Linked DNA regions of Mus musculus: region 1 is linked to region 2. A link is a contact called in public Hi-C data. All regions are on one chromosome and are shown on one strand. The core of a region is the stretch at or near the end of the contact, and the rest is flanking DNA. Distances in the headings are between cores, read along the strand shown.

What was found. A called contact is a pair of places that touch in the nucleus more often than the background predicts.
Region 1: a contact with region 2 is called in a Hi-C map of LSK cells, with 2.4 times the contacts expected there. The contact joins the promoter of St6galnac6 here to the enhancer-like site in region 2. A contact is called at or near these places in 3 of 39 promoter capture datasets (liver, macrophages and neutrophils), 5 of 484 Hi-C or Micro-C datasets (the G1E-ER4 cell line, LSK cells, liver and 2 more), 5 of 115 datasets of contacts at active chromatin or transcription factors (the SCID.adh cell line, effector CD8 T cells and embryonic stem cells) and 3 of 9 other capture datasets (adipose tissue, liver and pancreatic islet).

What each region holds. Positions count from the first base shown.
Region 1 is chr2:32,604,764-32,608,564 of GRCm38.p6, reverse strand. St6galnac6 (ST6 (alpha-N-acetyl-neuraminyl-2,3-beta-galactosyl-1,3)-N-acetylgalactosaminide alpha-2,6-sialyltransferase 6) reads right to left here and starts at 1,580. Exons shown (of 7, transcript NM_016973.3): 1 at 1,454-1,580; 2 at 469-523. The coding sequence starts at 494. Gm52551 (a long non-coding RNA gene) reads left to right here and starts at 664. Exons shown (of 2, transcript XR_003954025.1): 1 at 664-792.
Region 2 is chr2:32,492,864-32,496,850 of GRCm38.p6, reverse strand. No RefSeq gene overlaps it. Among named protein-coding and RNA genes, the nearest start is that of Fam102a, 41 kb to the left of the region's middle. Within about 2 kb of position 1,365, at least 108 of the 459 cell types and tissues checked have an H3K27ac peak or open chromatin away from gene starts, as enhancers often do. A contact at or near this core is called in the G1E-ER4 cell line, LSK cells, the SCID.adh cell line and 4 more, where this site is marked.

The sequences.
Region 1 (3,801 bases), core at 331-2,830, 110 kb before region 2:
CCACTACCATCCCCAGGCTTCATGGTTCCCCTGTGCCATCCCAGTATCTTCAGTCAGAGACCCCAGACTTCTGTCTGTCCCCAGCGGGCAGTTCAGGAAACAGGCTTAATGGAAGGGAGGCGTGGCTTGTCCGTGGACTCAAACCGTTAGGTCAGAAGACAGGAGGCCAGAATCCTAGAGTCGCCCCCATTAACCCTGACACCTCCAGCATTCAAAGCTCCCCTGGGTCTGGCCACAGCTCCCAGACAGACCACCGTCTTACTACCCTGTCTTGCGCATGCCCCGTGCTCCAGACACTTGGAGCACTCCAGGTCCCAGGCCCACGCCCCACTTTCCCACCTTTGCCTGAGCAGTGCCCTCAGCCAGGACTACGGTTCCCCCGGTCAGGCCCGTCACGGTCCTGCTCTGAGAACGCCATGGTCAGAACAGCGTATCAGGTGCCAGTGCGAATGTCGGGTCCACACTTACTGGCTGGGGGGCCTCGAGCAAGCCATGTGACCTCTCTGAGCCTCAGTTTCCTCATCTGTGAAATGGGAATAAGAACTGGTAACTCCTGGGGCGACTGGAAAGATGCATGCATTTGTGAAAAGGAGAGCCGAAGGCTTGAAAGTACTATATCAGAAATCCTAAGCCTTCGGGTTACTCCGTTCAATGCCCGCCCCTGCACAAGCCTGTCCCAGAAACAATCCTCCCCCTCTTGACCCCAAGCCGGGGACTTCCCTTATATTACGAAACATGCTCCGGAGCTACGCAAAGCATCGCCTGCCTACACACTTTTCAAGGCAACGCCTGGTAGGTGCTCTTGCTCCCCATTTCACAGATGAGGAGACTGAGGGATCAGAGAGGCAACGCGCCTCGCAGGGAGCAGGAGCAAGCGGGGGAGGGGGGAATCTTGTAGTGTTTGTTTACAGGGCGGAGCCTGAAAGGGTCTCCCGGGAGGGTCCCCTTGTAGCCTGTGCGTGCGCCAGACATCTAGTTCGGCTCGGAGTGGCCAGGCCTGGTGGGGAGCTGCTGACTCCGCTGGGGAGGTGGCAGCCCAGAAGCCTAGACTCAGCTCCAAGGCTGGACCTGCGGAGGCTGAGCTCTGGGCTGAGGGTGAGGGCCGCACCCTGAGCTCGCTCTGGGGCTTCTCCAGGTGACGGGAGCAGGGTACCCCCGAGTGCCTCGTGAGAGGCTCAGCCCCGCTCCCCATCTTCTGCCGCTGCACCCTAGGGTCAAGCATCCTATCCTGACCCCGGCTCTGCAGGGGAGGGGTGCGGGGCCGCGGCAGGGTCGCCCCATCTCCAACACGAGAGGCCCAAAGAATCCCGCTAGATCTCGGGGTGCAGTTAGCAAGCAGAGTGGGTCTCGGGGAGCCCTGGGGCTCCCCCCTTATCAGCGGCTCCCCACTGCCGAGGCGCAAGCACAAGCCCCCTCCCGCTCTGCTGCCCGCCCCCGCGCAGCACCGGCTCACCTCCGCCGGGGAGCGCCCGGCCCCCCGCGGCCCCCGCACCCCGTCACATGGCGCCGGGAGCCGAGAACCGGGGTCCGCGCCGCTCTGGCCGCCCAGGCCCCGCCGCAGCTCCAGCCCGCCGGGTCCTAGCGCCGGCGCTCGCAGTCCCGTTAGGGCCGAGCGAGAGGGCGGAGCCTCAGGCTGCGGATGGCCCCGCCCCAGGGAGGTGCCAGAGAGGAGAGACGCTCTCCCACAGCACCCTCGTGCCCCGCGCCCCATCCCAAATCTCATCCATTTCTCTCTCTCCAAATGGACACCAGGACCTCGGATGGGGAATCCGAAACGCGGAGATCACTGGGTTCGAACTCTGGTTATTAATTACCTGGACTCCCCCTCGTAGAGACCCAGTAACCATCCCCTAGGCAGCTTGGTACTTCATCTCCTTATCTCCGGAAAATGGAGAGAGCAACGTTTGAAAACGTAGCTTTTGATGGGCCTGGTAGCTTAGAGGCCTGCACCCTACTTAGGAGATAGAAGAGGGCGGAAGACTGTTGCAAGTTCAAGGCCAGCCTGATAGACATAGTGAGTACCGGGCCGGCCAGGGGTACATGGAGAGATCTTGGCTCAACTCTCTTCATCCTACCCTCAAATATTCGTTGCACTATTTTATGTGACTAAAAGGAAGCAATCTGGACCCAACCAACTGGATGGCTCAGCAGTTACAAATACTGGCAACTCTTCTAGAGGACCTGGGGTCCACTCCCAGCACAGTCCTAGGAGGATCTGTCGCCCTCTTCTGGCATCCATGGGTACTGCACATATATGTGGTACACAGACATGTGGAAGCAAAACATCCATACACATAAAATAAAATGAAAAATTAAAGAAAAATGCAACCTGAGGGCTAGGGAGATAGTCAATATGTCAGACTCGATGCCGTGTTCTGCTTCTGTCTTTCGAAACAGGGTTTCTTGGTGTAGCCCTGGCTGTCCTGAAACTTGCTCTCTAGACCAAGCTGGCATTGAACTCACAGAGATCCCTCTGCCTCCCCAAGTGGTGGGATTAAAGCCGTGTGCTACCCCCGCCCAGCGACGTCACGTGTTTGTAATCCCCATTCTGGGGGTGGGAAGAACAGGAGACCCCTCCAGCTAGCTTACCCTTTCTGGGCCTCCCAGGTCAAGGAAAGAACATTGGAGGCTGACCTTTGGCCTCCAGACATCCAGGGATGTGCATGTATGGACACAGGGATGTGCATATGTAGCCTGTTAGAAAGCTGGTTACATAAACAAAGACTGCCTACCCATAGTGTTCTAAGAGGCTGGGAACGAGGGTTAACGTGCATGCCTGAGAGGGTGATGGGGAGATTTAGGAAGAGAAAGCATGTTTAAAGAGTTCTGTTTTGTAATTACTTAGGAAAACATCATAGTAAAACTTTCCATTCCCCACCCTAGGTACCTATTAGGTCCTGCAGATGTACACAGTGAAGGTCACAGCTGGACAGTTTGAAACACAAGAGTAGAAATAGTCCAGATATCTACTAACAGGAGAATGGAAAGTTTGTTTGTTTGGTTTGATTTGGTTTTCTTTCTTTCTTTCTTTCTTTCTTTCTTTCTTTCTTTCTTTCTTTCTTTTTTTTCTTCGAGATAGGGTTTCTCTGTGTAGCCCTGGCTGTCCTGGATCTCTCTCTGTAGACCAAGCTGGCCTTGAACTCAGAAATCCGCCTGCCTCTGCCTCCCAAGTGATTGATTTGGTTTTCAAGACAAAGGTTCTTCTGGGTAGCCTTAGCTGTCTTGGGACTCGATTTGTAGACCTGGCTGGCCTTAAACTCAGATCCACCTCTGCTGTGCTGGGATTAAAGGCATTTGTCATCACCACCTGGCAAGGGTTTTTGTTTTTGTTTTTTGTTTGTTTGTTTTTCGAGACAGGGTTTCTCTGTGTAGCCCTGGCTGTTCTGGAACTCACTCTGCAGACCAGGCTAGCCTTGAACTCAGAAATTCACCGGCCTCTGCCTCCCAAGTGCTGGGATTAAAGGTGTGTGCCACCATGCCCGGCTTGTTTTTGTTTTTTTAAGGAATATTTACACTGTGGACTATTACACGGCAGGGGCAATGATAAGCTATAGGAACGCTGGTGAATCTTGGAGACCCAAGGAGTGAAAATAACAAATGTAGCCTGGCAGAGGCACGCCTGTGATCCCAGCACACGGCTAGGGGAGTGGATGTAGTAGAGTCAAGGCTATCTTCTGCTAAATACCAAGTTCAAAGACAGCCAAATGAAATGGAAACCCTGGTTTTCTTCGGCTCCTTTTCCGAGGCCCCGCCTCCCGCTCTCACCCCGCCCCCTCCTTCATCCTGTCCCCTGCTTGTAGA
Region 2 (3,987 bases), core at 116-2,615:
AGAGCCCACGTTAAATGCTGAGTGAGCGTAGCAGCACACCAGTGACTTCAGCCTTGGAAGGCAGAGACAGGGGTTCTCCAAAGCAAGCTGGCTAGTGAAGACAGCCTAGAGCCAGCTCTGGGTTTGATGGAGTGACCCTGTCTTAGTGAATGGCATGGGAGATCAACCTCAAGCCTCCACATGCATGGCTATATGTGTGCCTACATACATGCAGTGTGCCTATTAACACATGCACACCAGCACACACACATAAAATGAGAAAGAAAACTTAGCTGCTTAGAGCTACAGGTATTTGTTGTTTCTGTTTCTTGGGAGTGGGGGAGGGGGAGATGTGGGAGAGCTTTGAGCGTGGTCTGTGGTCTGACCTGGGTGTTTCATGCTGCAGTGGCTGCTCTGAGTCTTCTGAAGGGGTGGGAACCACTGGGGGACACGGTGGAACCTTGGGCTCTTACTTGCTATCTCTGTCATTGTGACATGACTTTTGCTTCCCCCAGCACGGGCTCTAAGGGAGCCTGACCAGAAGTGACCTGCCTGTCCCCACAGGCTCCACCCAGCTCGGTTGCACTGCACAGACTTGCTAAGCCACGGGGCTGGAAGTCTTGGGTCATCTGGGATACTAGAATCAGGCTCAATCAGGCTCCCTTGGCTAATGGCTGACACACCTGGAAAAGCATCCCTAAGCCAGCCATGTGACTATTCCCGTTTCTCTCCTTGCACACCTATAGATAGTAGGTGTTCTGTTGGACAAACTGCCCCTGGCAGAGCAGACACACTAGCCCACCGCCCTCTCACCTTTTCAGTAACGCCCACAGGACCATTGTGCCCACTTGGCGGGCAGAGGGTGGCAACCTCAGGAGCCGCCTCCCAGAGTCGCCACCACCACCACCACCACCACCACCACCACCACCACCACCACCACCACCACCACCTTTGGTATTCTGAGCATCCTGGGGGATAATGTGGACGGCTAGTTTGTTGTTGTTTGAAACAGGGTCTCACTATGTAATCCTGGCTGGCCCGGAAATCACAGGGGTTCACCTCCCTTTGTTTCCTGAGTTCTGGGGTTTAAAGCTTGAGCCGCCATGATAGATAAGGTATGAACTGTCTACACCAGCTTCCTTAATGAGACAGAGACCCACAAAGCCGAGCATGGAGAGTCTGCCGACTGCAGGGATACCTCACAACTGGTCTGCCTTAGGTATATGAAGTGGGTGAGCATGCGCACGCACGTGCGCGCGCACGTTTCATTCTTCTCCAGCTGCTCAGCGGAGGAAACCAAGGCATCGAGGCAGGAGGTGCAGAGCCCCACAGACGTCACAGGACATCGTGGGGCTGGGGCTGTAGGCAGGCTGGAGCTTGCTGGGGTTTTGTGACAGGGAAGGAGGAGAGAGGAAGGAAAGAGGGGGTGGGGCGTCACAGAAGAGATCAGTTCCCCGGTGTCCCGTTATCACAAATTCATCTCTGAGGCAGCACTACAAACAGGATGTGGGTTTATTTTGAGGGCCTGTTGCCCCAAATTGATAAATGCCATTTAACACGTAGACACCATGGGAGAGGCAGTGGGACTTACTGGGTAGTTTAGCCGGGCTCCTAGCTCTGTGACTGGAGAAGTATGGATTGACAGCTCTGGACTCTGAATAAAGGTCATTAGGACTGGCGAGAACGGTGGCAAGAGCCTTTGCACATTGGAGGAGCTCATAGCTCGTCTCTGTGCAGGAGCCCCGCCATCTTCATCCTGCTCCTGTAGCGTTTAATATCTATCCACCCCTCCCCCGGCAGTCCAAAAAGAGAGATCCTGATATGTTCACAGTTTCCCTCAGGCCCTCGTATCCCCAGCATGTCCCCCCATGCTGGTGACCCAACTTTTAGCGCAGAAGAACCTTGTGACACAGGTTGGCTGAGTCCCTGCCAGGTTGCTTGCATGCATGGAGAAGCAAGGGCTCTGCCCTGTCTCCACCCCAGGGTCACCTTCCAGGGATTGTCCTGGCCCTGTGGCTATTAGCCACTTGGATGTGGGAGTCACAGCCCAAGCTCTCTGTGTGACATCCACAGAAGATTACTGGAGCCCACTGGAGCCCACTGAGCCTTAAGGCCAAGGGATGGGATATGGCTTCTTTCAAGCCAGTCAAAGCAGCAGCCTGCTGCTCAGGAGTCAGACCACCCCTGGGGTCTGAGGACTGTCTATCACTTGCTGGCTGGGTGAGATTCAGGAAGTTAACATCTCTGAGCCCATTTCCCCAAACCAAGAGCTAAACTCATGATAAGGAAGGACTGCTTAGAAACCGAATGGCACCTTTAATCCCAGCACTCGGGAGGTAGAGGCCCAAGAACCTCTGAGAGTTGGAAGCCAGCCTGGGCTACAAAGTGAGTTCCAGGACAGCTGGGATGTTACACAGAGAAACCCTGTCTTAAAAAGAAAAAAAGCTAAATATCAACAAAAGAACTCCATTTATACTCCAGTTCTTGTTGTTTGTTTGTTTGTTTGTTTTATTTGTTTTTGACAGGGTCTCACGTAGCCCAGGTTGACATGGAAATAGGTATATAATGGAGGTGGCTGCTCTTGAATTCCTGAATTTTGGATTACAGATATGGTCCACCATCCCTGCTTTCACGGTGCCTTTCAAATTTCTCTCCTATCAGAAGAATGCCACTCTTCAAGGAGCGTAAGATGGCTCCAAGAATAAGGTGCCCCTTTCCTATGTACCAACAAGAGAGGACACTGGCAGGCTGGGGAGGTGACTCATTCTGTAAGGTGCCTGTCGCACAAGCAAAAAGACCTGAATTTGATTCCAGAATTCACATAAAAAGTCAAGCATGGTGGGGTTTGTGATCCTAGCACTGGGGAAGCAGAGAGAAGAGAGATCTTGGGGGTCTCTGGACCTGTTAATTAGGCCAAAGAATCTAATTAAAATGCCAGCCCAGGTCTCAGTGAGAGACCCTGAGGAACTGCACCCAAGGTTGTCTTCTTGTTTCCACACTCTTCACAGGGGGACGGACACACACACTCACAAGGAGAGAGAGAGAGAGAGACATAGAGACATAGACACAGATATAGACACACATACAGACACACACACAGACACACACACACAAAACACACAAAGGTAGCTGTCAGGTGTGCCACCAGCTGTTGGAGGGGACACACCCTGCCATGCCACAGGACGTGCTAATGCCGAGGAAGTGAGCCTCTCTTGGAATCCGTGAGCTGTGGTCTGCGCAGGAAGAGAGCAATGAACTTGTTAGCCATCCGGTAGTTTCCTGCCTACCTGTCAGCGCCCGCCCAGCAGCTCCCAGCAGCGTCCTCTCTCTGCATGGAGCTAACTTTTTTCTCTAGCATTTGCGTATTTCATATTTCTAAGAAATGAGCCCACACCCCCCTCTCTCGCTACATTTGTCTCTACCGCAATCTGCATTCACCCTACCTCTTTCCACACCGTGCTGTCTGCCAGGCTGCAGCTGTCTAACAAGCTAAAGGAGGCCTCCATGCACCCACTCCCTGCCCATCCCCCCTGCCCTCACCCACTGTGGAAGGAAGGTTGAAACTTGGTACTACATCACTGGTTCCTTCTCAGGTGTGTTTGCTTGCTTAAGGTAAGTCTCACAATGGAGCCCTGGCTGGCTGTCCTAGAGCTTGCTCTATAGACCAGACTAGCCTCAAACTCAGAGATCTGCCTGCCTCTGTTTCCTGAATGCTGGCATTAAAGGCGTGTGCCACCGCCAATAACCAGTTCTTTCTCAGATTTGGACTGTACACTTTTTTGTTACATTGTCCAAGTTGACCCTGAACTCCAGGGCTGAAGCTATCCCCCTGCCATAGCCACTGCACCCAGGAAGATATACACTTCATTATTTTATTTTGTTTGGAGCCAAGATCTTGCTGTGTAGCCCAGGCTGGCCTCAAGTTTGTGATTTCCCCAAGCAAAGGGATTGCAGGCACAGGACCAGCATGCCTAGCTGTGTAAACCCAGGCTCTTGTGCATGCTTGAA